6 separate regions of the Mus musculus genome follow, and all the other regions are linked to region 1. Evidence: chromatin contacts called from public HiChIP or PLAC-seq and promoter capture Hi-C data. All regions are on one chromosome and are shown on one strand. Each heading gives the region's core, a stretch centred on a gene start, on an enhancer-like site or on the middle of the called end of the contact. The rest is flanking DNA. Distances are from core to core; before and after follow the strand shown. Region 1 holds the start of Srbd1 (S1 RNA binding domain 1). Region 2 holds the start of Rhoq (ras homolog family member Q). Region 3 has its middle 37 kb from the start of Tmem247. Region 4 has its middle 66 kb from the start of Tmem247. Region 5 holds the start of Epas1 (endothelial PAS domain protein 1). Region 6 holds the start of Six3os1 (SIX homeobox 3, opposite strand 1).

The links. Promoter capture Hi-C pulls out the DNA fragments that hold promoters and counts their contacts. HiChIP or PLAC-seq counts read pairs in DNA pulled down with a chosen protein or histone mark.
Region 2: an H3K4me3 HiChIP or PLAC-seq map of embryonic basal ganglia shows a contact between it and region 1, with 5 times the contacts expected there. The contact joins the promoter of Rhoq here to the promoter of Srbd1 in region 1. A contact is called at or near these places in 2 of 39 promoter capture datasets (both in embryonic stem cells), 2 of 484 Hi-C or Micro-C datasets (B cells and CD4 T cells), 14 of 115 datasets of contacts at active chromatin or transcription factors (the 230-238 cell line, astrocytes, bone marrow-derived macrophages and 8 more) and 1 of 9 other capture datasets (liver).
Region 3: a contact with region 1 is called in an H3K27ac HiChIP or PLAC-seq map of T-cell acute lymphoblastic leukemia, with 4 times the contacts expected there. The contact joins the enhancer-like site here to the promoter of Srbd1 in region 1. A contact is called at or near these places in 2 of 39 promoter capture datasets (cranial neural crest and embryonic stem cells), 1 of 484 Hi-C or Micro-C datasets (the HL-1 cell line), 9 of 115 datasets of contacts at active chromatin or transcription factors (T-cell acute lymphoblastic leukemia, bone marrow-derived macrophages, embryonic basal ganglia and 5 more) and 1 of 9 other capture datasets (embryonic stem cells).
Region 4: a contact with region 1 is called in an HNF4G HiChIP or PLAC-seq map of pancreatic cancer cells. The contact joins the enhancer-like site here to the promoter of Srbd1 in region 1. A contact is called at or near these places in 1 of 484 Hi-C or Micro-C datasets (cortical neurons) and 4 of 115 datasets of contacts at active chromatin or transcription factors (astrocytes, embryonic basal ganglia, embryonic stem cells and 1 more).
Region 5: an H3K4me3 HiChIP or PLAC-seq map of embryonic stem cells shows a contact between it and region 1, with 14 read pairs. The contact joins the promoter of Epas1 here to the promoter of Srbd1 in region 1. A contact is called at or near these places in 2 of 39 promoter capture datasets (embryonic stem cells and pre-B cells), 4 of 484 Hi-C or Micro-C datasets (embryonic stem cells, myocytes and stem cell-derived neural progenitor cells) and 8 of 115 datasets of contacts at active chromatin or transcription factors (astrocytes, bone marrow-derived macrophages, cardiomyocytes and 3 more).
Region 6: a promoter capture Hi-C map of embryonic stem cells shows a contact between it and region 1, with 2.1 times the contacts expected there. The contact joins the promoter of Six3os1 here to the promoter of Srbd1 in region 1. A contact is called at or near these places in 1 of 39 promoter capture datasets (embryonic stem cells) and 1 of 115 datasets of contacts at active chromatin or transcription factors (embryonic limb bud).

What each region holds. Positions count from the first base shown.
Region 1 is chr17:86,142,792-86,147,020 of GRCm38.p6, forward strand. It overlaps Srbd1 (S1 RNA binding domain 1), which reads right to left and starts at 2,384. Exons shown (of 21, transcript NM_030133.3): 1 at 2,330-2,384.
Region 2 is chr17:86,961,264-86,965,492 of GRCm38.p6, forward strand. Rhoq (ras homolog family member Q) reads left to right here and starts at 1,848. Exons shown (of 5, transcript NM_145491.2): 1 at 1,848-2,484; 2 at 3,037-3,095. The coding sequence starts at 2,343. LOC115488765 (hapless 2-like) reads left to right here. Exons shown (of 3, transcript XM_030250169.1): 3 at 1,610-2,283. The coding sequence ends at 2,283.
Region 3 is chr17:86,878,321-86,882,549 of GRCm38.p6, forward strand. No RefSeq gene overlaps it. Among named protein-coding and RNA genes, the nearest start is that of Tmem247, 37 kb to the right of the region's middle. Within about 2 kb of position 1,736, at least 31 of the 459 cell types and tissues checked have an H3K27ac peak or open chromatin away from gene starts, as enhancers often do. A contact at or near this core is called in T-cell acute lymphoblastic leukemia, where this site is marked.
Region 4 is chr17:86,849,015-86,853,243 of GRCm38.p6, forward strand. No RefSeq gene overlaps it. Among named protein-coding and RNA genes, the nearest start is that of Tmem247, 66 kb to the right of the region's middle. Within about 2 kb of position 1,852, at least 15 of the 459 cell types and tissues checked have an H3K27ac peak or open chromatin away from gene starts, as enhancers often do. A contact at or near this core is called in pancreatic cancer cells, where this site is marked.
Region 5 is chr17:86,751,670-86,755,898 of GRCm38.p6, forward strand. Epas1 (endothelial PAS domain protein 1) reads left to right here and starts at 2,195. Exons shown (of 16, transcript NM_010137.3): 1 at 2,195-2,639. The coding sequence starts at 2,614.
Region 6 is chr17:85,616,060-85,620,288 of GRCm38.p6, forward strand. It overlaps Six3os1 (SIX homeobox 3, opposite strand 1), which reads right to left and starts at 2,337. Exons shown (of 4, transcript NR_038085.1): 1 at 1,998-2,337. It also overlaps a transcript of Six3 not described here.

The DNA.
Region 1 (4,229 bases), core at 1,134-3,633:
TGTACTATTTCTCAAATATAAGAAATTTTCTCTCTTCCACATCTTTTCATAACATTAAAGTGTCTTCACAAAGTTAGGAGTCAATCAAATGCCAATCAACTTAGTGACTTAGGAATAATCTATACTCCTAAAGCAAAGCAGACATCCTCTCGCAATATCAATGATTAGCCACTATGCCACTAAAAATATTTACCATAGTCAAAGGCTCAGCAGTTAAAAAATATAAGACAAATGACAAGAGGAATCACATAATATAACAAAAAAGTAAGTCTACTAAACTGATAACATTTATTACCTAGAGAATGTCAAAACAATAAAAAATGCATTAGACTAGCATGTTCAGAACAAGTCTCTGGACCAGAGGAATATTGTAAACCTTGGCTCTAACACACTTATAAAAGGAGGTAATACTTCACAGAAATACTTAAGCAGTTGTCACAAAGAGGAGCCTGATGTCCCAGTATCTCTGTCCTGTGAGTGCAAAACTGAGGGAGACTGTGTGGAGAAGGAAACAAAAGGCCAGCAGAACAGTCTCTTAGCAGCAGACAGGACAGGACAGGTTATGAGAACAGGAAAATATGACTTCATATGAACAGTTTGCCATTATAAAAATAAAATGTAAAAAAAAAGGGCTGAATAGGAAATGTGGCACACCTTTCTTTAACCCTAGCATTAGGGAGGCAGAGGCAGGAGGATCTCTAAGAGTTCCAGCCAGGTCGGTCTACATAGTAAGATCCTATGTATAGATAATTAAGTAAATAAATAAGAAGTTGGTGTTTGACACAGTGCTAATTCAAACCAGGTCAGGGGAAAACTTGCCTTCACTCTGTAAACGGAAGAGAGACAACTAGCTGCTCCTCTGAAGTGATTTAACCACAGGCCTTCCTTGGGAGCAAACCCATGTTCTAAGAAAGATTTAAACTACAAAAAAGCCAGTTGGAAAGTTCTACAGAAAGCAAAGGCGGGTTGTCTTCAGTGCATTGAACAAGAGTAGAACATGCAACTGTCCCTAGCCATGACTCAAAACCCACAGTGAAAACATTAACATGTTATTAAGTAAGTCCCAAGCATTTGAGATCAAGTCAATTTATCCTTCAGTCTCCATTTTTTTTTAAAGTTAGGAAGGAAGAAAGGACAGACAGACAAACAGAACAAAAAATGAATGAAAAGAAAGGACACGTGGACAAGAAAAGTGAGTGCTAAAATTTTTAGGACCAAGGTTGAGGGATCTGGGGTTGGGTATACTCTGTCACAAAAGGATCTTTCTAGGTGACCTAGCCCACATGTTAAGATGCACCCAACCCACAAAAATACTGGTGCGCACCAATATTTAAAAGGGGGAAACAGCATTTAAACTTCTAGGGTAGTAGTTCTCAACCTTCCTAATGCTGAGTCTCTTTAAAACAATTCCTCACGTTGTGATGACCCCAACCACATAATTATTTTCGCTGCTGCTTCATAACTGTAATTTTGCTACTGCTGTGAATCGTAAATATCTGATATGTAGGGTATCTGATATTCGACCCCAGTGAAAGGATTATTGTTCAACCCACAGTGGAGAGCCACTGTTCTTGGAGAAAAAAAGAGACAACTCTTAAGGCATCTAAATGTTTCCCTGAGGGGATTTTAAAAAAGATGCTTCACATGTCCACAGACCCTCAAGAGATAAAACAAAACAAAGAACAACAAGCCATCTAGCAGGAGGACAGCAGCTAGCCTTCGCTACGAGAGAACCCTGCTGTGTTTTTATGAATGAGAATCTTGAGACTCCATGGGATGGAACGGTTTGCTCCAACGATAGAGGTGTGAGGCAAAGTCCTACAACTGAGAGCCACGGGTACCAAGGCTCGTCCTGCGCCGCCCTGCGCCTCCCTGGGCACAGGAGAACGTCAAGCTGCCACGTGGGAAGGAAGACTGAGGAAAGTTGCTCAGAGTTCTCAGTCATCCTTTCCCTCCATGGCTCGGTCGCCTCCTCTGTGCCCAGGGCACCTCTGAGGAAGGCGCGTGATCCCGGCGCGCCACGACTGACAGCGATTCCTCCCTCAGCTCCGATTCTTCGGGGTGAAAACAAACAAACAAACAAACAAACAAAGTGGCCCTGGCTTTCTCACGCCTGCCATGCGCGCTACCAGCCGGTTCAGAGGACGCGCTATGGTGACAGTGCTGAGAATGTACAGTGTAGACTGTGTGACAGACCGCTGGTGCTAAAAGACAGAAAATCTTCATTTAAAAAAAATTCTTTCCCACACGAGCACTCATAAATACCGCGGCCGAAAAGCGAAAACGGCCGGCCCGGAAGCATTGCCGCTACGGTGGACACAAAGCTCACCTTCGGGCTTGGCGAATCTGGAGAAGAGAGTTCTGCTGAGGAATCTTCCGGTTCCCGCCGGAAGTTTTTCAAACGCCGGAAGTCCCGCCTTACTTTACTGGAGCCACACTACCGGGGCGGGGCGGGGCGGGGTAGGACAGGGGCCAGGGCGAGGCGGGGCTTGAGCCGGTGCGGTCCAGGGGCGGGGGCGGGGCGGGGGCGGGGCGGGGGCGGGGGCGGGGGCGGGGGCGGGGGCGGGGCGGCGAGGAGAGAGACTGCTCCTCTGGTCCACAGGGAATTTGTGTTTGTCGCTACCCTAGGGGAGGGGCAGAGATTTGGCAAATATGCGTCCGCCTCTATATTTCCACTTTTCTGACAGACCTCTCTTGGACTACTTTACACCCTTTTCACCCATCCTTTCATTTTGTGTTTTGGATTGTTTTTTGTTGTTTTGTTTTTTGAAAAAGACTTACTCTGTAGCCCAGCTCAGTCTGAGTTCGCCACGTTGCCCCCGCTGCGTTGTATTTTTAGGCCACAAAACCTAGCTCGTCCCTTTTCTTTTTCTTTCTCCCTCCACCCTACCACGCTGTGAAAGTGTCTGAAGTTTTCCGCCTTGGCTAAGTCCTTATTCATCCCATGGGAACCTTACTTAACGAGAGACATTAGCTAGAGTCATCAGCCTCTTCCTCCAGTCTCAGGCAGTTTGATAGACTGCCAAGCAGATCCATTTGGAAGCCGAGGCCTCTTAGATACTTCCAAGAAGATTTATGCAAATTGCTTTTTGCCTTTGAACCGGGTTTCCCTGGGTCCCATCTCCAACTGTTAAGATACCCAGAACACTGAAAATAATAGTCACTGGGTCATTAACTCGAGAAAATGCAGCTCTCCCGGAGAATCAGAAACCTTGCCCCATCTCATATTCAGAGTCCCGAAAAGTGCAGTGAGCACAATCCTGGTAAACGAGCCTAGGCACAGTTTCCTTTACATGCAGTGCTGGGTTTTCCTTGTTCAGAGCTGATAAAGCACTCATACTTGTCAAGATGATAAACCAGGTTGGACCCCGGGAGCCCGTGTAAAGAGAACCAACTCCCAGAAAGTTGTCTTCTGACCCAAAAATAGCCTCTACCTTTTGATTAAATTAGGCTTAAATAACCCTTGTCCACAAGGAGACAGGTTTTTGTTTACTTTTTGTTTTGTCTCTTTTGGTCACATCAAATGCCTAAGCTGTTGCACAGTCAGCTCATAGTGAATAGAAAATCAAATTGGATACCCCAAACCGCAGAAAACTCCCATGCTGCTTTCTGAGTTTGGAAAAGTCAAATCTTAAACCCGCTGTGATAACCTGAATCCTACCTTCCCCCTTCCCCCAATCATTCCAGTTTTTAAATCTATAAATCATTCTCCAGAAATTCTTTCCATTTACATCTCTAAATCAGTTCCCAGAGGAAATTAAAAATTACTTATCTCTTTCCTTGCTATCATTTTTATCAGCCCCACGAAACTCACAGAAACAACATAAGAATAAGGTTTTAAACTAGAGAAACAAGACTTGTGAGTCTAGATTAGAATTTCATCTATCAAGCAGAACAGATCCTATAATCCCAGCTTGGGGGATAGAGGTACATCCTTATCTAAATAGTGAGTTGGAGGCCAACCTGGGCTATATAAGATTCCCTCTGACATAATTTCACAGATCAGAGCCCACGAATTGGCCAACAAGACAGCTCTGTGAGTCAAAGCGCTTGTCACTAAGTCTGAATGCTAGACTCCACATGGTGGGAAGAGAAAACCAACTTCTTAAAGTTGTCCTCTGACCTACACATATGTCCACCCATACATACACACAAAAAGATCTGTGTTATTCAGGGTTCGCTAGAGGGACAGAACTTATAGAATGCCTCTATATATTAAGGAATTTTAT
Region 2 (4,229 bases), core at 598-3,097, 820 kb after region 1:
TGGGAAACTGAGGGTCTTGCAGAGGTCTAACTATTCCAGTTGAAGAGTGCATGGACTGTCAAGGCAGTGTTCTAGAGTGGGCCCGCCCCGCCCCCACATCCACCAGGTGTGACTGTCCCCAGAGCTCTAATATTCTTGGCAGTCTGTCTGGCATCACTGTGGGCCAAGGGAATGAGGTCACTGTCGCCAATGAAGTCACCACCACATGATTCATCCCACATCAGTCCCCAACTCGGAGTGTACTCTGAGAGTCTCAGAGCTTCTCACAAGCCATCCAGGACCCGGGGTCCCTGTAAGATGAGCTCACATTTTTTTTTTTTTTTAAAGCAGAAAACAGGCCTAGAGAAAGGCAGCCAGCCATGCTACTAACTTGTGGTGCTTGGACCAAGTTCAGCTTTCCGGCAGAGCTGGCTCCTACAGCTCTTTAACCTTTCCACATTTCCTCCTTTCAGAATACTAGTCTTCGCAAACACAGCCAGAGCTAATGGTGATGCAAGCAGCAAACCTTGCTCTCTTCTCCTTCACGGGAAAGTGTCAAGACCTGACTTCAAGATAGTGTGGTGCCTTTCCTAACCTTTCAGAATGTATGAAGTAACTTTCAGATTTATTAGTGTAGTCAATGCAAGTACCTCCACTCGAATGCAATGGACAGGGTATGGAGAGATGTTCCCCTACGTTCACAAGGAACGTTAAATACTATTTGAAATCTTCCTGGTCGAATTGAAATCAGGATTATGACTTGAAAACTGGCGTCCAGGGTTCGTGGAAGTGAAATGAGGGCATCACAGTAGGCATCTCCCCAGGTGGCCCTTGAACACCGGGAGTGACAGGGAACCTTTTGGTAACCACTTCACTGGTCCCAGTTTCCCCCACCTAAATCCCGGGGGCAAGGGTATGAGTGACCCACGCACCTCTCAACACAGCATTTTCTACCACTATGAATTGGTGAGAGGAAAGGACTTCCCTGTCAGCAAGCTTGGGGGTAGGCTGCGGTGTGGGGTCAGTCAGCGCAGAGTGAGCCTTCGAACCAAGACCGTACATTTAAAGCAGCACTCGGCCACACAACTAACTGGCCCTGGCCAGACAAGTGTTTCCGGACTTGCCAGACAGAGGCGCAGGGTTGGTCCTGAATCACTGGCCAAGTCTCAGAGCGCGAGGCTACATCATACCTCAGGGATCACAATTGAATACTTTTGGAGAGACGCTTGGAAGCGAAAGGAAGCCTCGGACGATGTCGCCTCCAGGGGGAGCACAAATAACATCTGTGGTCTCCTGACAAGGGCTCGCCCCTTTGTGGCTGGTTGGGGGTGCAATATGCTGCATCTCTTAGTCACCGATTTCATAGAAAATGACTCAAGCTCGTGCTGCGAAAAGCGTGGGGTAGTGATGCTGAGGAGCAAGCAATAAGCCAGAAGTCTCAGTTTTCCAGTTCCGAGACCCACCACCCTCCCAGCCTCCGCACACCTTTCTAATTATTGTTATTAATTATATTTATAACCCTCTTGGCCGCTGTTCCTGATTTCTAGTTGCGTGGAGCACTTGCAGGCCGACGAGATGGCTCCTGCCTTCCAGGCAGAATTTAAATATACACATCTGTATAATGTTGCAGAATTGCGTCACCGTGGAAGTCGTCGTGATTCCCCGAAAGGCCTTCACGTCTCCTCCGGGCACCGGGGCCTGCGGACGCTTCCGGGCTTTGGCCGCACTTTCGCGAGGAGCCCTGGGCTCCTTCCTAGCGGCTGCCCAAGAGCCCCTCCCCCAGCCCCCATCCTCCCGGATACAGGGCGCCTCCTCCTCGGCCTCCGCGCCCGACTCCCAGGGAGTCAAGCTTGGGTGAGCGGCAGGAGCGCACGGCGGGCGCGGGCGCGGGGCGCGCCGCACTCCGGAGCCGCCCGGACCGCCCTCCCCCACCCCCCTTCACCGGCCCAGGAGGGCGGGGGCCGGAGCGGCGCGGGGCGGGCAGAGCCGCCTGGCCCCTCCCCTCCGCCGCCCTCCCCAAAGTTGCCGACTCCCCTGGGGCCGGACGGTCTTATGATCCGGCGGATCCTCCTGGGGAGGCCGGGCCGGGGAGCGGGTTCGGGCGCCGAGCGGCGGGGCCAGCAGGCGGGCGCGGCGAGCCGGGCCAGGGCGGGGAGCGGGGCAGAGATCGAAGCGGCGGCGGCTGCGCCCCGGGCCCGCCGCACCTTCTCCTCCGGTCAGGGGAACCGCTGCATGGGGCCGGGAGGGCGGCCCTGCTGCGCCGAGCGGCGGCGACGGCGGACCCCCCAAGCGGGCTGGGGCTGAGCCCGGGGCCAGGGCGGGGGCTCCGGGGGGACCATGCCCCGAGGCCGGCCGGCCGCAGCATGGCTCACGGGCCCGGCGCGCTGATGCTGAAGTGCGTGGTGGTCGGCGACGGGGCGGTGGGCAAGACGTGCCTGCTCATGAGCTATGCCAACGACGCCTTCCCCGAGGAGTACGTGCCCACTGTCTTCGACCACTACGCAGGTACGCCTCTGCCCTGCTGACTAAGGGGCTGATCCCCGGCTGGGAACTTTGGAGCAACTTTGGCTGAGCCCCCTGGCTTGCCTCCCCTGAGCGTGCTCCCCTCCCCCGCCGTGCCCTCTGCCTGGCGGCTTCACCCCCCCCCCCAAGCTGTGCCTCTGGTCACCCCACCCCTCGCAGCAACTCCCACCCCATTCCTATCTCCCCCTTCGCCCCGTCTCCCACACTTTTCAGTCCCCTGAGCGCCCTTCTTGACCTTCCAGCTGCCTCTTCCCTTACTGCCCGAAACCCCTGTAGGGGAAACATCTGGGAACACTAGTAGACGTGGCTACAGGGTTTGGGGGGGGGGGGGAGTGGATGGCAGGGGCCACATTACACCTATATCTCATGCAACTTGGCAGTGAAGTGGACTCGGATAAAAGGGGAATGTTGTCTCCTGGGGAGCACCCACATGCTTCCCAGTATTTGGGAAAGGAGGTTACTGTGGGGAGCCAAAGTGCTAGATCTCAGATCACTGTGAGCTTCTCTCCCCACCCCCCACTTCTGTCCTTGCAGTCAGCGTCACCGTGGGGGGCAAGCAGTACCTCTTGGGACTCTATGACACAGCTGGACAGGTGAGTGTTTTGGCTTCTGGCCGGTTCCCTTACCCCCATCTCTCGCCAATTCTGTGTGGCTGTGGAGGGCCTTTGGAAACTGAGGTGTCTAGGTGGGAGGGTGTGTTTTGGGGGGGGGGGCTGCCTCAAGATCAGGTTGGTTTTTTTTTTCTTAAGTCAGCAAATTAAGGAAACAAACCCAAAAGAAAACGCAGACCAGCGTGAACCCCGCGATGTGAAAAGTTTTTGACTGTATGGGTCTTTACGTGTGTTGCCTGGTGAGTGGGTCCCAACTCCTGTTGCAAAGTGGCAGCAGCCAATGGTAAAGCGTTCTTATTTTTAGTTGCTGATGACCAGGTCTCCCCCTCGCAGCCTCTGTCTGGGCCCTCATTGGTGAGTGGTCTGCCTGCCCGAGGAGCCTGATTGGTGGGAAATGGCATCATCTAAGAGGCTGGGAAGGCGTTTGGTCCTGGTTGTGTTTATTACAACATCATTGCACTCTGGGACTCCAGTCCCTGAAAACGTAATTTGTGGTGTTACCAGAGGAGCACAGGGAAAAAGAAAAGAAACAACAACCGTCAGCCACTCCCTGGGGTTGGGGCGGCAGGGTTAAGAGTTCAGCTGGAGTCTTGGAGGAAGCTTTCTTCCCCCTGGAGGGCCAGGTGACTTTGTGTTTTCTTTGGAGAGATTATGTGCAGAAAGGAAAGGAACGCGTCTTTCTGCAGTCTCTGGCTAGTGCTGGCAAACTGAAGGGTCAGACTGTTCTCCTGTAGGGTTAAGGGGTTTTCTTGGGGGTTCTGTCTCCCTAACCTAGCTCCACTGTCTTGCCAGACCCACTTTCTTTCTTCTGGGGCTGACTAAGGTGATGGTTTCGCAGAATTCAGCTCTGCAGTGTGCTCTGAAGTCTTTGGAAGTTGCTGTGTCTTATGCAGGCTTGAGAGCCCTGAGGATGCGCGAGCCATTGAACGGTGAACAGTGACTCCAGTCTTTGCGCTTTAGTTGTGAACAGGGGGCTGAAGATGGAGGTGGGGTGGGGTGGGGCCCAGGGGGAGAGAAATACCACCAGATACGATATGCTAAATATGTGTTTGATTAGATCTGCCTTTTAGCATCGTACGCTCTCAGATTCTATACTCATGTCTAGAAATATTTTGT
Region 3 (4,229 bases), core at 486-2,985, 730 kb after region 1:
CCAAGGGAAAGTCAGATATCAGAAAATGGGAGTAAAACGAGCTTGTTGTTTTGCCTTGTTATCAATGGAGGAAGCAGGATATTCAACAGGTCCAGAGAATGCTTAGTGAGACCAGGGCACACACCTAACGTAGGAAGAGGGATCAGGATGCTCCCTAACGTAGGGGGGAAACTCAGAAACGCGCACTAAGGCCAGTTTTTAAGTATTTGAACAACTAAGAGATTTGCACTTTAGTGTACTATTGGGAAGCTATGGCATCCTTTATTTGTCTCTACACTGGATGGATCTGTCTAAATCCAATATTAGCAAGTAGAACCCAACTATGTATAAAACACCATAACTAAGTGAGATTTATCCAAGGCTCAACATTTGAAAAAGCAAATGATGTAAACCAACTACAAACACATCAAGAAGCTAATGAAGGGGAGAGAGACACGGCACAACAGTTAAGAACACGCACTGCTTCTCCAGAAGACCCGGGTTTGGTTCACAGCATTCACACTGGGCATCTCACATCCACCCGCTCCCTACACACACACACACACACACACACACACACACACACACACACACAATTTTAAAAGGAAGTTAAAAAGAAGTCTTAAGTTCACATTAATTGATACAGAAAAAAATCAACCCACAACCTACTCAACCAAAAAACAAAGCAAAACAAAACAAAACAAAACAAAGCCAACACCAATTCACTGCAAAAACTCTTAGTAAACTAAAAATGGAAGGGAACTTCATCAACTTTATTGAGAACATCAACAAAAAACCCTGAAGATAATGTCATATTTAATGATGCTACACAGAGAAAGAAATTAGGAACAACATTAAAATATTTAATTTGCTCTTGTCAGTCTACTTTACTATCATGCTGGAAGTACTTGCCACTACAGTAAGACAAGAAATGAAAACATGAAACCATTTTTCTCCATAGACAATATGATTATCTATGCAGTTAGATAAAACCGACACCCACTGTCAGAGGGAGACTCTTAAGTTAATGGTATAATTCTGAACCGAAAGAGTAAAAATAATTTATTAGATTCATGGTACAGACCACCAGAGGTCACATGATAAAAATTTTAAAAAATATGGCCAGCATATAAAACTAAATTCCATAAAGAGCAACTTGGAGCCAGGTTGGAGCCAGGGGAGGTACTCAATTTACCAAGCTGACCTGTCTACTTAGGCTGTTTGGATCATAGTCTCCTCTACCCAAGCCTAGCCCAGACATTGGCTTCTCTATTGTAGGGCAGGAGAGACATGATGTGGTAGCTGAACACTAGTGAGCTGCTTTAGGGTGATGATGTCTATTCCGTCTTCTTTCTCAAACTTCTCCTGCGCTCAGCCCAAAAAATAGGTGCTTTTTCAAATGTCCATAATTGAACCCAATGAGTTCCTATTCTCTTGATGGTTTCTAGATGTTTTTATGGAGCCATGAACAATTCAATAGCAGAGGCTGCAGTAACTAGTCAACAGTATGAGATCCAACAAAGAAAGAGAATAAAAGGAATAAGCAGGAATGGCGTGCAGAAAGAGAAAAGGCAGGTGTAGAGGCAGATAGACAAGCCTAAGCCCTACACGGTCACACACACGCTGCTAACAAGCAGGTTTCTTAATCTCTCTGAGCCTTGTTTTCTCGATTTTGCAATGAGGATAACGGTGAGACGATGCACAGGAACTTAGCTGGCTGAAAATTACTGAACATGTGTCTTGTTTGCTTACCCAGTCAGTAAGGTCAGCTGCCAATGCCTGCTGCCTTACGTGCCCAAAGCAGACAGGGGCAGAAGGGTTCTACAGGGTGTAATAGACAGCAACGGCACTCTCACCGGACACGGATCTCAGGAGGCTCTTACAGAATCTAGAGTAGGATTCGGAAAGGAAAGAGAACATTTTGAACACAAAGAGGGCACTCAGAGTTAATCGGATGAGTTTCTGAATGGATGCATAAAATAAATGGGTGAATGCTTAGGGGGAAATGAATAAATTAGCATGTCTAAGAAATGATTTAGAAGCAGTGCGCGGATCAGAGAATAAAATTAAAGTAGTTAGCCCTTGATTGCTGCAGAGACGTGTGCTTCCGTGCATGAACCATTCTATAGGTGCCCATGGGACTACTCAGGCATTTTCCAGAGATGGACATTTATATTCCCCTAACCTGTGACAAACTATCTGTCTACAGAAACCACACCCTGTCTGCTTTGACCCCCTGATACTATGCTATCTCTGTGACCTATCTATGACTTGCACTATTAAGTGAATACATTTCCTGTACCCCTTGTAGGACAAGACAACATTTGCACCTGCTGACATATTTAGACTCATGTGTTATCTTAACGGCCGCTGTTCTCTGTTGATAGCAACCACGTCACCTAGATTGCTAGTCAGCTTCCTCCACAAACCACAGGGCAGAAGATTCTCATGAGAAAGAAAAAAAAAGTGCCAAGGATTGTTAAAGTTGGATGTTTGTGTTCTCAAAATGAAGCTCTCAGGTAAGAGTCATGCTTAGATACACCAAGGCCTGGATCCGCAGGGGCTGAGACCAAAGAGGAAGAGAAAGGGAGAGAATGCTAAAGCTCTGAGTTCTAGCTCAGGACACTCATTTTTGTTTGACCCTGGGCATATCATGTGACCTGTTTGGGTACCAGATTTTCTAGAGGACAGTAGAAGTGACTTCTAGGAACTGTGGAGCTCCAACATCTGGAACAGCAGATATGGAGGGCTTATTTTCTATGCTGGAGAAAACAAATTTAGCCCACCTTTCTCTCTGGTCCTGTTTATGGAGTCCCTACTTTTGTCTCCTAGTGAACCAGGCAAGTAAGTGGCTCTGTCATCAGAAAACCAGTGGGTGACCATAGTTGTGTTGATTTGGTGTGTCAATTTCTTGGCTTTTTATTTATTCTTTACTTTCATAAAGAATAAAGGAGACCAGGAGGAGGCCCCCTCTGCCCGCTGAGCCCGTAAATGGGATTTCTCGGCAGTTTGATCTTAGAAATGTCACCACGGGATATTAACAAATTGGATCATGCATGGAGAGTACTAACCAGTATGGCAGGCCTGTCTGGTGAGGAGTAAAAAACAAAAAAAAAAAAAAACAAAAGTGTGGTGTGGCGGGTCAGGCAAAGTCAGCACAGCAGCTGCCTGATGGACAGCAGCAGGATGCACAGGGACACGCATGGGCTTGCTTGATATTACTCTACAGGCCTCCCAGAGTAAGCACCTAGAAAGGAAGAGGATTGCCACATCAGAGCCTTCAAACGCAGCAGCTCACGGGAGCAGTGGCCCTCCTAACTCAGAAACGGTGCTAGGCCATCAGGCCCCATGCTGTCTACCAGGAGTCCCCAAAGAATGGAAGCAGTAAGACAAGGGGCCCACAGACATTTTGCCACGTTGGCTCTAAATTCAGCAAATGCTATTCACCATACCTTACTGAGGCTGTGAGTTTGTCAGCTGGATCCTGTGACGATGTGACTTTTGCCTCCACTTTCCCACAGATCTTCAGGGACAGGGAGGCCCACACTTTGGCTTAAAGTCACCTTTTATGTGCCTCCTTGCCCAGTCATAAGTCACCCCACTGTGATCAGGCAGGAGACACTTGGTCGATGTAACATCTTTTAGATATACTAGAGGTCATTTTCTTTTCAAGTTGGGATAAGCCAATTATCTCTCTGAAAAATGAGCAAGCCACTGTGTCTTTCTAATTGGAGTGTGCTTGGTAAGCACTCTTTTCTCCTGTGTACAAAGAATGAAATTTTCTTCAGAGGCTCTGGATGGGCCTTTCCCAAACTAGGGACAAACAAACCTCAAGGGATCCAGGAGTCCATCAACTCATCTCAAAGTCCATTGAGAGCCACAGGGTAGTGGAAGTTTCAAGTCTTACCCTCCCATGTTGGAGGTTTCAAGTCTCACCCTCCCATGTTAGAGTCCGTTGCTTGGTTTTCATTTCCCGTACTTCTTTCTAATTCCTACTCAAATACCTCCTCTCATAAAAGCAGTGGATTTAAGATGGCAATCCTGTTTCTAGTAGAAAATAAGAATCAGCTTCCCCTGTGTATGAGGGATGAGTCCTTCTGCTCCAAACAGCTGATGCATGACATCACAGCCTCCAACAAGAAGCATATAAACCCGTAAGATGCCTATGTAAAAAGGCCAAGACAAAGTGAAGGAAATGGATGTGCTAGGGTCACAACTCTCCAAAAGATGCACTCAAATGCACATTGATG
Region 4 (4,229 bases), core at 602-3,101, 710 kb after region 1:
TAAGATCAAGAATCAACAAGTGGGACCTCAAAACTGCAAAGCTTCTCTAAGGCAAAGAACACTGTCAATAGGACGAAACAGCAACCAACAGATTGGGAAAAGATCTTTACCAATCTCACATCTGATAGAGGGCTAATATCCAATATATACAAAGAACTCAAGAAGTTAGACTCCAGAGAACCAAATAACCCTATTAAAAATGGGGAACAGATCTAAACAGAGAATTCTCAACTGAGGAAACTTGAATGACTGAGAAGCACCTAAAGAAACATTCAACATCCTTAGTCATCAGGGAAATGCAAATCAAAACCACGATGAGATTCCACCTCACACCAGTCAGAATGGTTAAGATCAAAAACTCAGGTGACAACAGATGCTGGTGAGGATGTGGAGAAAGAGGAACACTCCTCCATTACTGGTGGGATTGCAAGCTGATACAATCCTCTGGAAATCAGTCTGGTGGTTCCTCAGAAAATTGGACATAGTACTACCTGAGGACCCAACTGTATCACTCCTGGGTGTATACCCAGAAGATGCTCCAACATGTAATAAGGACACATGCTCCACTATGTTCATAGCAGCCATATTTATAGTAGCCAGTATCTGGATACAACCCAAATCTCCCTAAACAGAGGAATGGATTCAGAAAATGTGGTACATTTACACAATGGAGTACTACTCAGCTATTAAAAACAATGACTTCATGAGACTTGCAGGCAAATGGATGAAACATGAAAATATCATTCTGAATGAGGTAACTCAGTCATAAAAGAACACACATAGTATGTATTAACTTTATAAGTGGACATTATCCCAAAAGTTCAGAAAACCCAAGATTCAATTCACAGACCATATGAAGCCCAAGAAGAAGGAAGACCAAAATTTGGATGCTTCAGGGCCTCTTAGAAGGGGAAACAAAATACTCACAGGAGGAAATATGGAGACAAAAAAAAAAAAAAAAGTGGAGCAGAGACTGTAGGAAAGGCCATCCAGAGACTGCCCCACCTGGGGATCCATCCCATATACAGTCACCAAACCAGGACGATATTGTGGATGCTGGGTAGTGCTTGCTGATGGAAGCCTGATATGGCTGTCTCCTGAGAGGCTCTGCCAGAACCTGACAAATACAGAGGTGGATGCTTGCAGCCAACCATTGGACTGAGCGCAGGGGTCCCCAATGGAGGAAGGAGTTGGAGAAGGGATTGAAGGAGCTGAGGGGGTTTGCAGCCCCATGGAGGGAGCAACAATGTGAACATGCCAGACCCCCCCCCCCGCCCCAAGCCCCCAAGAGCTCCCAGGAACTGCACCACCAACCAAAGAATCCTCATGGAGCAACCCATAGCACTGGCCACATATGTGGCAGAGTATGGCCTTGTTGGACGTCAGTTGGAGGAGAGGCCTTTGGGCCTGAGGGTGCTTGATGCCCCAGGGTAGGGGAATGCCAGAGCAGGAAGATGGGAGTGCGTGGGAGAGCACCCTCATAGAGGCAGGGGGAGGAGGGATGGGATAGAGGGTTTCCAAAGGGGAGACCTAGAAAGGGGAAAACATTTCAAATATAAATAAAGAAAATATCCAATAAAAAATAAAAATAAAAGAAAAAAGAAAGAAAAAAAATCTTGAGTCAGGGTCTCCTGTAGCCCATGCTGGTCTTGAACTTGGTTGTTTATCTAAATATGACCTTGAAAAAAATAGGTTAAAAAGTTCTTAACTAAGAAACAAGAGTGCATTGAAATATACTTTACCCAATAACTACAAACTAGGCATTTTGAGAGGCATAAGGTAATTTCCTAAGGCCACAATACCAGCTCTAAGCAAGCCGTAACACATTTCAAAGGTTTAAAATGACTCAGAATATACTTCCCGGCCACAGAGAAACGATGACACAAATCAATAACCACATGTAAGTTTATGAATCACTAAGTACGGAATTGAAATAACTCATGGATTGTAAGAAAGAAGACAGGGAGGAGAGAGAGAAGCAGGGGGTGGGGAGCCAGGGAGAGCAGGAGAAAGAGCTAAATGGTGGGGTGCCTCCTCAATATGCCTAGTTTCAGCCCTCAGCACCACCAGAGAATAACTAAGTAAGCAAACAGGGACATTCCTAACCAGGCAGAGAGAGTGGCTCACATCTGTAATGTCAGCAGGGAGGGGGAGGGGGAAAGGGGGGGAGGAAGAGGAGGAGGAGGACGAGGAGGGGGAGGAGGACGAGGAGGAGGAGGAGGCAGAAAGATTGCCAGGAGTACCAGGCCAGCCTGGGTTGTGGAGTAAGAGTATCTCAAGAAACGCAAACACAGAGCCTGGCGTGGTGGCACACGCCTTTAATCCCAGCACTCGGGAGATAGAGGCAGGCGGATTTCTGAGTTCGAGGCCAAGAGGTCTACAGAGTGAGTGCCAAGACAGCCAAGGCTATACAGAGAAACCCTGTCTCGAACTCCATCACCCCCCCCCAAAAAAAAAGAAAAAAGGAAGAAAAGCAAACACAACAAACAAAATAGAAATATCTCTGAAGTATTAATGTGAACAATAATTCAAAGCTGGTAGAATTCAGTTGCAGCTGTAACACAGAAACAAGAAAATCGTCAAAGCCATAGTCAGTCCTTTAAATATAACAATAAGATTGGTAAGCAGCTAGCAAGATTTTTTTTTATCAAGAACCAGCACTAGTTAATAACAGAAATTAAAATTAAAGTTAATATAATCAATACGGTGCTGCTACATTAAGTAAAATAGTCTCTTTGAAAATAATCAGGAGAAGAAGAATTATATGAATTGTTATTTACTTATTTATATGTGTGTGTGTGTGTGTGTGTATGGAGAGAGAGATGGGGAGAAGGAGAGGGGGATGGGGAGGAGGAGGGAGAGGGAGAGAGAGGGGGGAGGGGGAGGAAGAGGGGGAGAGAGAGAGAGAGGGAGAGAGAGAAAGGGAGAGAGAGGGAGGGAGGGAGAGAGAGAGAGGGAGGGGGAGGGGGAGAGGGAGAGAGATTAAATGTACAGCATGCACACAGTGCCCACTGAGGCCACAGAGAGTGTCACATCTCCTGAGACTAGACTTTGCAGATGGTTGAGTGACCTGCTGTGGCTCTGGGAGCTGACTTCTGGCCCCCTGCAAGAACACCACAGGATCTTAGCCACCGAGCCATCGATCCAGTCCCAGCAAATTTAATTTAAATAAAAGTTTTACCACTAGGAAAACTTCAGTCCTAGATATCTTTAGCATTAAATTCTCCAAAATATTTGAGAAATATCACTCTACCTCAAATATGCCTAGAGAATAAAAAGGAAGAAATTCTCTGACGTTTAAGAGCCAAACCTTAACACACAGAGATCGAGAAAGACTGCTTATAGACTCAGTCTCACTCAGCAGCTCACATACCATCAACAAGCTATCATCAAAAGCAGTCATAGTCGAAGGACCGTGTGCTGTAAACAAACTGGGGTTATCAAATGGATGCAGGGTTATTTTAACACAGACCAGTGGACCAGTGTGACTTACTGAATTAAGAGGACAAAGGAAAAAATTCTATAGCAACAGACACGGAAAACTTAGTGGAACTGAGACCATTATTTTGTAATTAGAGATGAACTTTTTCAATGTCAAAGCTCATATTTAACAGTGAGAGAAATGGACCGTTTTCCCAAGAGAAACAGGACAAGGACACTAACCCACATCACGTCAGCTCTAAATGAGACAGAGAAACCAAAGTCATTTTCTACCCTGCGCTCACACTGAATGCCACCGTTCTGATGCCGCTGCGAAGGGTTTTCCCCACAGACCAACCAAACAGTTCCCCAGAAGACACCGACTCAATTCATTTCTGACACTATCTGCTGGAGATAGCATCATACCCCACCTGCTGAGAACTCCGTCCCACAAGAATGCCTCCACTTCCGACTCCGGCGGCAAGTCATAGATACTCACCTCTATTTGGCTAACACATCAAAGAGGCTATGGGCGAGCTGCTGACAGCACAGTGAGCTTCCACACACCTTCAGGGACCTCCCTGTATTCCCGGAACATGTTCAGCTGTCTGGAAGCTCCTTGAACCCTTTCCTTCCGGAGTTTTACCGAAGGTTCATTGCTCTGTCATTGTTAGAACACTGACAATGGTGGTCAACCTTCTGTGCCTCCCCTTCATTAGAGTTTACGGGCTGAAGGTCTTTCCTGTCTAACCCTGCCTTAGCCTTTCTGATGGTCAAGCCCAGTCTTGAAGCTTTCTAGGGTCCCCCAG
Region 5 (4,229 bases), core at 945-3,444, 610 kb after region 1:
CAGTCGGGACTTGGCGTGGTCAAGCATCTCCGGTCTTGATGTTATGCAAAAATTGTTTTCCCTCAGGACTGGAACTCTGCGGTCTGCCTGCCTCTGCCTCTTGAATGCTGGGATTAAGGGTGTGAGCCAGTATGTCCGACCAGAACCCCTACTTTAGAAGTAACTGTGAATTAGGGATTGAATCCAGGGCCCTTATCTTTCCTCTTAAAAATCAAAAACTTCTCAAACGAATTTCATAACCTCAAGGCTATTGAAATGTTCCCTGCGGGTTACAGGTATCGCCCAGTCACCTGTCAAGTACAGCTCAAATCCAGCAGAAGCTCTGGTGAAAAACAATGTCTGGGGCCTTGAAGCTGTCGAAGTGCTTAAGGTTTTTTATTGTCTGGTCTTTCCCTCCCTCCCTCCCTCCCTCCCTCCCTCCCTCCCTCCCTCCATTCCAATCTCAAGAGAATATATAAAATAAAGCAAACAAAATATGTTTATATTTTATTACTACTGTGTCTACCAATTTGAATTTCTTATTATTAAGACCCAGGGTGTCTGGATGTAGAAATGTCATAGGAAATCATCCACCAGCCTCCAAGAGTGAAAAGGGTCTGGTCTTTGAAATCACCCTCAGGTGTGTCAACTGATTTCCAAGTGCTCAAGCACTCATTCTTTCAGATACCTCCCCAAGACTTTCAAAAAGTATCCACCTTCTTCATGCTTAAACAAACTTAAAAATCGCCCCCACCCCAAGACACAGTCACACACACAGTCTCTGGTTATAATTTTACTAGGAAACTTGTGTTTAAGAATAGTTCGGGAAGCACAAACTTTAGATACCAGGGCAGCCCAATTTGAGGGACCGTGCTTTCTCCGCAATTCACAACTATGGAGCCCGTTGGCTCTTTCCCTAGCCTTCAAAAATCCATGGCTGCCCTTCTTCCTTCTGGAGATTTTCCTGCAGAAGTAGGAAATGGGAAAGTGTCTAAGATCAAAGCAGGAGTGGGCATCTCACAGGTGGAAAGGCCAAAGAACCCTCTGACTGCCTAGGGAAGAGGAGACTTCATAACACCACGTCCTGCAGTTGGCTGTATCCTTCGAACCCCGGAAGAGCACATCCAGTGATTTGGGAACACGCTATCAACACATCCCAACATCACACTCAGGAACTCTCTGGGGAGCCCACGGTGATACTGGGGTATTGAGAGCGGGCAGAGGCCTGAGGGAGCTCCAAGGCTCTCCTCTCAGGCATACACTTAAACCTAACAGTCTACCACGAGCACCTCAAAACCCACAAACCGGTTGAGGAAGACACAGGCAGGAGCAACCCTAGATCATTTTTGTCCCAGTTTCTCCCACAACTTTCTGCCACTCGGGACTCAGAAGTCAAGGTCAGTTTGGCCAAAGAGAGCGCACCTCCAAGGCAGACAAGAACAAGAGCCGACAGGGTCCTGGGGATCATTACCGCCGGCCGAAGGGAGCCAAGTGGATGGTTTAGGGGACTATAGCAGCACCCGGAAGCGGGGGGGGGGGGGGTTGGCTGGGCGCTCGCTGCACGCCCTAGCTGCGCTCGCGATCTCCGACCCAGCGCTCCTGCCCTAGCCTAGCTCTTAGGGGAAAAGTGAGGCTGAAAGGACACTGGCGCAAAGGCATACTCCGAACTTGGGTAGCAGATCCCCGCCATTACTCAGTCCTGCGCTAACTGCGCTTCCATTTGGAGTCCCATATAGTTACTCGCCACCAGCGACCTCAAAAACAAGTCGCAGTTCTGCGGAAGGAGGAGGAAGGGCAGGCGGGCGCCCGAGGAGCGCAGCTCCAGAGAAAGGGGAGGGACGGGGTCAGGGCAGAGGCTGTGGCCGCGCCTCCCTATTGGCCGGGACACGGTGGGAAGTCGGGGCAGGCAGCCAGCGTGCGGGGCGGGGCTTCTCTGGAGCCCCGCCCCCGGCCCGCCCCCAGCCCGATGTCCCACTCCCGCGCCCCTCGCGCCCTCCCGCGGGCGGGCCGTCCGAGTTTTTAAAGTGGGCTGACAGCCGAGGAGGCCGGACATTCGAGAGCGGCCGGTGTACAGCTCCGGAGTCCGCAGCGCTCCGCTCCAGCTCTCCTGAGGCGGCCGTACAATCCTCGGCAGTGTCCTGAGACTGTATGGTCATCTCAGCGGCCGCACTCGCTTGCCCCCGGATTTTTTTCCAACTTGCTCTCTTCGAGCCATTTTTTTTTCTTTTTTTCTTTTTCTTTTTTTCTTTTTCTTTTTTGGTTGGTTGGTTTTGATTTGTCAGATCCCAGAAAAGTGACTCCTGTTCGGGGCTAAACGGAACTCCAGGTCCCTTGTCGCTGCTCTCTCTCTCTTTTGGCGTCTTACAACCTCCTCCCACTCCTTTCCCCGGCCCCGCCTCCTCCTGCAGGTTCCTCCCCGTCACCCCCCTCCTCCCTCCTCCTCCTCCGCACCTAGCCAGCCCTCTGCAAACTTCCACCTGATTGAGCGGGACTCTCGGACCTGCGAGCACTAAAGACCTTTCACACCTGCCCGGGCGACAGAGAGCTGCGGAGGGCCACAGCAAAGAGAGCGGCTGCAGCCCCTACGGGGTTAAGGAACCCAGGTGCTCCGGGTCTCGGAGGGCCACGGCGACAATGACAGCTGACAAGGAGAAAAAAAGGTAAGCGGGAGTCAAAGCTGGCGACCGACTTGGTCCCAGGCATTGGCGGAACTGCGCGTGGCGGGCGCGACCCGGGGCAGTCGGGAGAGGGGTGCGAGAGTTCTCGGAGGCTGGAGGACCGCTGTTGAGGGGCTTTGAGTAAGCGAGTCGGTGATGCCTTTAGGGACAAGGAGCTGCGGTGTCGCAGTAGAGTTGCAAAGCGGATAGTTCCGAGACCTTGAGACACGGAGAGATGGCCCTGGAGGTCAGGGGTGCTTCCGCGGCGCCTTCCAAAGTCTGTCGTCCCTGGAGCACCAAGCTTCCCTAGCGAGTGTTTTGAAATGTTTCTGGGCTGATGCCCTCGACTCTTAGGGTTTCCATGCTGGAGCAGTAGACACGCCTTTCTTTTCCTAAGACCCTCTAGGTCTTTCCGAGAGCGTTCCTATGCGGGCTTTGCGCCCCAAACTAGCATGGAACAGAGGGCAAAGCGCAACTCTGGGGTGCGCCCTGACCGAGAAGCCGGAACACTGTCAAGGGTCCTGCTCCAGACGGCACCCAAGTTTGTTCAACCCCCTTAACCTTACCCTACACCTAGACTCCGGCAGAGAGTGGGGAGTGAGTGACCTGGATTGCCCTGCGGGGGCAGGTGCTCTAGTGTGCAGAGAGAAGACCGTGACACCCGGCGGCTCCGAGTGTCTGATTCTTAAGACGAAGGGCAGCCACGAAGGTTTGTCCTCGCGAACCTTTCGGCACTGGGTGAGAGGCAACTCGGGGCAACTCGCGCTGCCCTCGAGCCTCCTTCAATCCGCCCCGCATCTGGTGACTTGACACCCAGCTCTAGGAGCTGAGGTGGGAACACACTGTGACCCCGCCGCAGACCTGGGTACATTCTCGTCGCCTGCAAAAGTTTATAGCTGGCCGCCTGGCACTTTGCTCCTGTTTCGATCGGTGCGTGCCGTGGGTTAGAGCTTCCAGCACTGCGCTCCGTGGCGACTTAGCTGGGGTGTCCGGAATGGTACGCGTGACCGCAGAATGGCGCGAGCTGCCAGAGATCCGTGGCCAGACTGGAAAAGACTGGCGGTGAGGACCCAGCCCCGAGCAAACGGGCTTTTTGTTTGGGCTTCCACTTAGGGACATGAGCCAGGAACTGTGTATCCTCTGGTCGAAAGCTGCAGCTCCCACCTCAGGGCACCGATAAGGAGTTGATAAACTCCAGCGAATCGCACCCGTCCTGGCCCGGCGCCCGCGCCCTGCGCTGGCGGATCTCTAGAGGGGGAAGGTATTGAGTCCGGTTCTAGATTCCCCATTATCGCCCACCAAACAACTCTGAGGTTCTGTGTACTTTGAGGGTAGAGAAGGAGAAGCAAGAGAGAGAGAGAGAAAAAAAAAGACTAAGATTCTAGCTCAAACTGTAAAACCAGCCAGAGGGTAATCACAAACCATCAAAACCGCGAAGTTGGACAGCAGAGTAGCCAGGAGCACTTATTGAACACTTTATTACTGCCTTGTCTATGGGTGACTGTCGCGTTTGTCCGAGATGAGACCTGACAGTAATCAGTGTCAAGTGTCATCTTGCTCTTAGGTCTATCAATCCTTGGGAGAGTCAGGGAT
Region 6 (4,229 bases), core at 1,087-3,586, 530 kb before region 1:
TCTTGCCTAAGGAGCGTGGTCTTTCCTGGGCTAACTTCTTCAGACCTCTCCATGGCTATAAACGCAATGGAAGAGAGACCAGGGATGGGATTGTGTGAAACTGGAAGTCATTCTCCGAGGGGTGTGAACTGAACCTGCCCATCCTTTCTCAAATACAGGCCTAGAGTTCTAGTTGCCTGGAAGGTTGACCTTCCAGAAAGTGTGAGGCCACCTGGGGAGAAGTGCCAGGCCTCCTGGGGAGACCAGAGCAAAGGAATTTGAGGGGGGAGTGGAAAGCTGACCCTCCCCTGTGTACCAGCCCTTCTGACGTTCTAACACTAGTCCAGATGCACCTTTAAGGAGCTGGGCTGGTTAATTGATTTACAGCTGGCCCTGTGGGGGAAAGTTCGTGGTACCCACGGGTGAGCTAGACCTAGTGGCTGTAAAATCCACTTCCCTACTTTCCCACTCACACAACCATTTTTAGCTTGCATACTCCAAGTAGCTGGCTTCTTTCTCCAGGGGCTAGATCACCGTGTAGCCAGCTAGACTGGGTTTGTGCCCACCCTCCTGGGCCCGGTGGTGGGAGGTGTTCAGGTCCTAGACGGAGCCAAACCCCTCTTGTTTGAGGATGTGGGGGGTGGAAGGGCCTTTAGCGGGCGGCGGGGCTCATTAGGCAGAGCGGGGTGCCGAGAGGTGCGCGCTGCCGGCCCCAGAGGCCGCCTTTGAGCCGTCGGGGCGGCTTCATTAAGCAGCGCTAACAAGGCGTACAAATGCCGGGCCCAGCAGCTTTTTTGCAATGGTGGGGCCTTAGCAGGGCGCCAGGCTAATGAGGGTCACTCAAAGGGGCTGATCAAATATTCAAATTTCCCCTCACGCCGGGAACTTTTATGCACCAGGAAAGTTGAGGCAACTGAGCTGTGTTTACTGTCCAGAAGGACAATTACGTGGAAGCCTGGTGCCCGGAGGCTAAAAAAGGGAGGGGATATAAGGGGGAGGGAGCAGTTGTTGTTGTTGTTTTTGTTGTTGTTGTTGTTGTTGTTCAAAGGAAAGTAATCGGAGTCCCTGAAGGGCTTCGGGGCCTCTCCGCCTGAGTACTGCGCTCCCCTGCGCCCTCCCTGGCGGTCTGCTCCAAGCTCCTTCGTTTGCAGCTTGCGGGGAGGCCCAGACCACCCGCTACCCAGCAATCTCTCTGTCTTCCAATGTCCTAGAGCCCGGAAGAGGCGTTGCCCCCAGGACAAACCTTCCTGACCGTTTGGGTCGGCTGTTCCGGGTTGAGCATGGGTGAACTGGGTGTAGCTGTCCCAGGCCTTCTGGGACTCGCTTTCCTGGGCTTTCCCTGTAGCCCCAAACAAGGAGGAAGTGTGCTTCCCGCAAAGTCCTCTGACTGTATGAGACGTTATCAAGGCTGGGTTGCAGCTGATATTTGTAAATAAATGCCCCGCAGAGCAGGACTGAACACTCCCCAATTCAAATGCTGCATTTCTCCCCGCAGATCCGGTAGGCCAGGGTTGAAGGGTGGCGACAGATTTATCTGTGCAGGTGACCTCTGTGGGTACCAATGCCATAGATCCACCAAGTCCCCAGTCCTTGAGTCTGAGAGGAGAGAGAGAGAGAGAGAGAGAGAGAGAGAGAGAGAGAGAGAGAGAAGAGATCTAGAGGCCCTACAAGCCAATCCCCTAGGGTTTTGTGGCTCTGAGAGTATCGGAGTGCAGGCGGTGCTCAGCATCCCACCCACTCTGGAAGTGCCCTGGGCTCCATTCCGAGCCCTCGCTTTACCCACCCCAGATCAGGGAGCAAAGCAGCCTGGGTCCTTTGCACCAGCTCCTCTCACCAATGCTCAGCGAATGGGATTTTGGGGAGACTCCAGAGGTTCACAGACACCCTCTCCAAAAATGCACACACCCAAACCTTTTAGATCAAGACCCTGCGGAGCCTCGGCGGGATCCAGTCCTACAAAACGCATCAGGAACCACCCGCCCCGCCTCCCTGCTCAGCTTTCAGGACTCTCAACTTACCGGCTTCGGGAGGCAGCATAGGGCTTCCGGCCTGGGCTGGAGAAGCGCAGGCAGCGTTGTGGCCAGGAGGTGGGCTCAGAGGGCGGCGCAGAGCCTTGCTTGGGGAGAGGCTCTCGGACAGTCGGGGTTGCTGCGGGCCCGAGCCGGGTAGGGTCGCGCTCAGAGCTGTGCGCCCTGCCTGCGCCCTCCTCCCGGCTTAGCGCTTACAAGGCGCGGCCGCCAGAGAACTGCAGAGCCCCGCGGGTCCACCGGAGACCAGGCACTGGAGGGAGTATAGGGCTGGCCCCGAGCAGCATCTGTGATCCTTTTGCCTCAGTTCTTCATGAGTGGCGAGGGTTTTCGATTTCAGCGCTGTCGGCACAGCCCTCGGCACCTGCCCAGCCTCCCTCCAGGCCTGGATCCCCCCCACTCGGAGGCGGGGGGTTGCGGGGATTGGGAGGGACTGGCCGGGTTCACCCGCCCGCCTGGCGCCTGGGTCCCCGGCTCCGGGGGATGCAGTTTCGGGGTCACGAGCTGCTTTCAAAAAGTTGAACACAATATTCGGAAACCCACCCGTAGGAATTCTCCCCCTCCACACGCGGCACAATACCCACTCCCCTCCCCCTTTTCATTCCTTCCTCCCCCTGCTTCCTCCTCCTGCCCCTTCTCCCTCCCACCTTTCAGTCTATAATCCTTCCCCCTACAAGAGAAAGGGGTCCGGAAGAAAAGATGAAGTGTCTGTTTTTGTGTCCCAACCTTTGGGCTCTTTCTGGGCCCGCAAAGAGCGACCGCCCAGAGCCTTGCAGTTGAGCGGAAAAGCACTCCTGGTGCAGATGAAGATGTTTGGAGAGAGAGAGAGACCGCCAAAAGTGGGGCTCGACGGATCTACCTTTTAGGGTGAACATTATTCTGCCCTGGTCAGCGAGTTTAGGCCCCTGAGCTGCCCCCTGCTAAAGAGCCAGTATAGTCCCCTAGCCTAACCCAAACATTCGGTGTCACCCTCAAACCGAGTTTGCACTCCTCGGCCCTTTAAAACCTGGCACTGTCGGATCAAGGCCTAAGAAAGATCCGAGCTTGAGATTTAGGGCCTGCGACCATTTTGGCTCCAGCCTCCAGTTGGGTTCACGTTTAAATTCTCCCACAACTTCTTTTTTTCCACTTCTCCCTCATTGAGCTCTCCTGAGTGGTGTGTACCCGGCGCCGCGCCCCCAGATCTGCATCGGAATGTAGAAAAGATCTTTTTAAAAAAAGTTTTGAATTCCTCAATGATTTTTCTTCTGGAAAGGCAGCTTAGGATAATTATTTCAGCTTTATTGAGGGCAGATTAGTTGAAGTCTGGGCGCTGCGTTTCAATACGCGTTGTACATGGGCCGACAATGTGGGCATTGTTAGCTACTGTGTGTGAATCCATTCAACATATACACTTTTTAACACCAGTCCGAATCCTGTCTAAATATACACAGTGCGTAGGGAAAGATGTCTCTGACCCGGACAAATCTGCGTAAATCACACTTCCATAGTTACAGAAGCCTCACAAAGGGAGGCCGGCCTCAAGATGCAGATTACAACTTCTCACAAGCAACATACCTAAGAATAAATAAATGCCCGGGCCTGGCCCAGAGGCTGTGGTAGCCGCAGGCAGGAAAGACACTCTGAGTTCTTTGGACAAGGGGAGTCTGTTTCAGGGTTATGATATTGCTTTATGTATGGAGAATTTTGGCTTTAATTATGTATTGTAGTTATTTACATTATGAGCTTTCAGGCCTTGGGCGCTTACTCAGGGTGGCCTCTAAAGTTTCTGTATCTTTTGGGGGATGTTGGGCATGACAGGGGTTGTACCCATGGTAGGAAAAGTGGGCATCCTCCCCTAGGTCCAGAGTCCCTAGGTTTCTGGCCTCCTGTTGCTAGTCTACCACTGTGGGAGACAGCTGAAGTCTGGGGGGTGGGGGAACAAAGAGTGGAGTTGATTTTGAAGACAGAGAAAGTGTAATGTCTCCACTGTTATAAAATGCATAGTGATGGAAAACTTCACCAATGCTTGGCTGGGAGCAGAACTGTGCAATGGTGTGGAAAGAGTTGGGAAATGTAGTCCAAGGGCACTGACTGGCCAGGAAAGCCTCATAGCCTCCTGCTTGTTAATCTTAGCCCTGGCTTCAACTCCCTATGTACCATATTCTGTCTCCCAGATCTAGGCTCCCCCAGCAGCTTGCTACGGTGACTATGCAGTGAGCCTCGTCATCTCTCCTCTTTCTT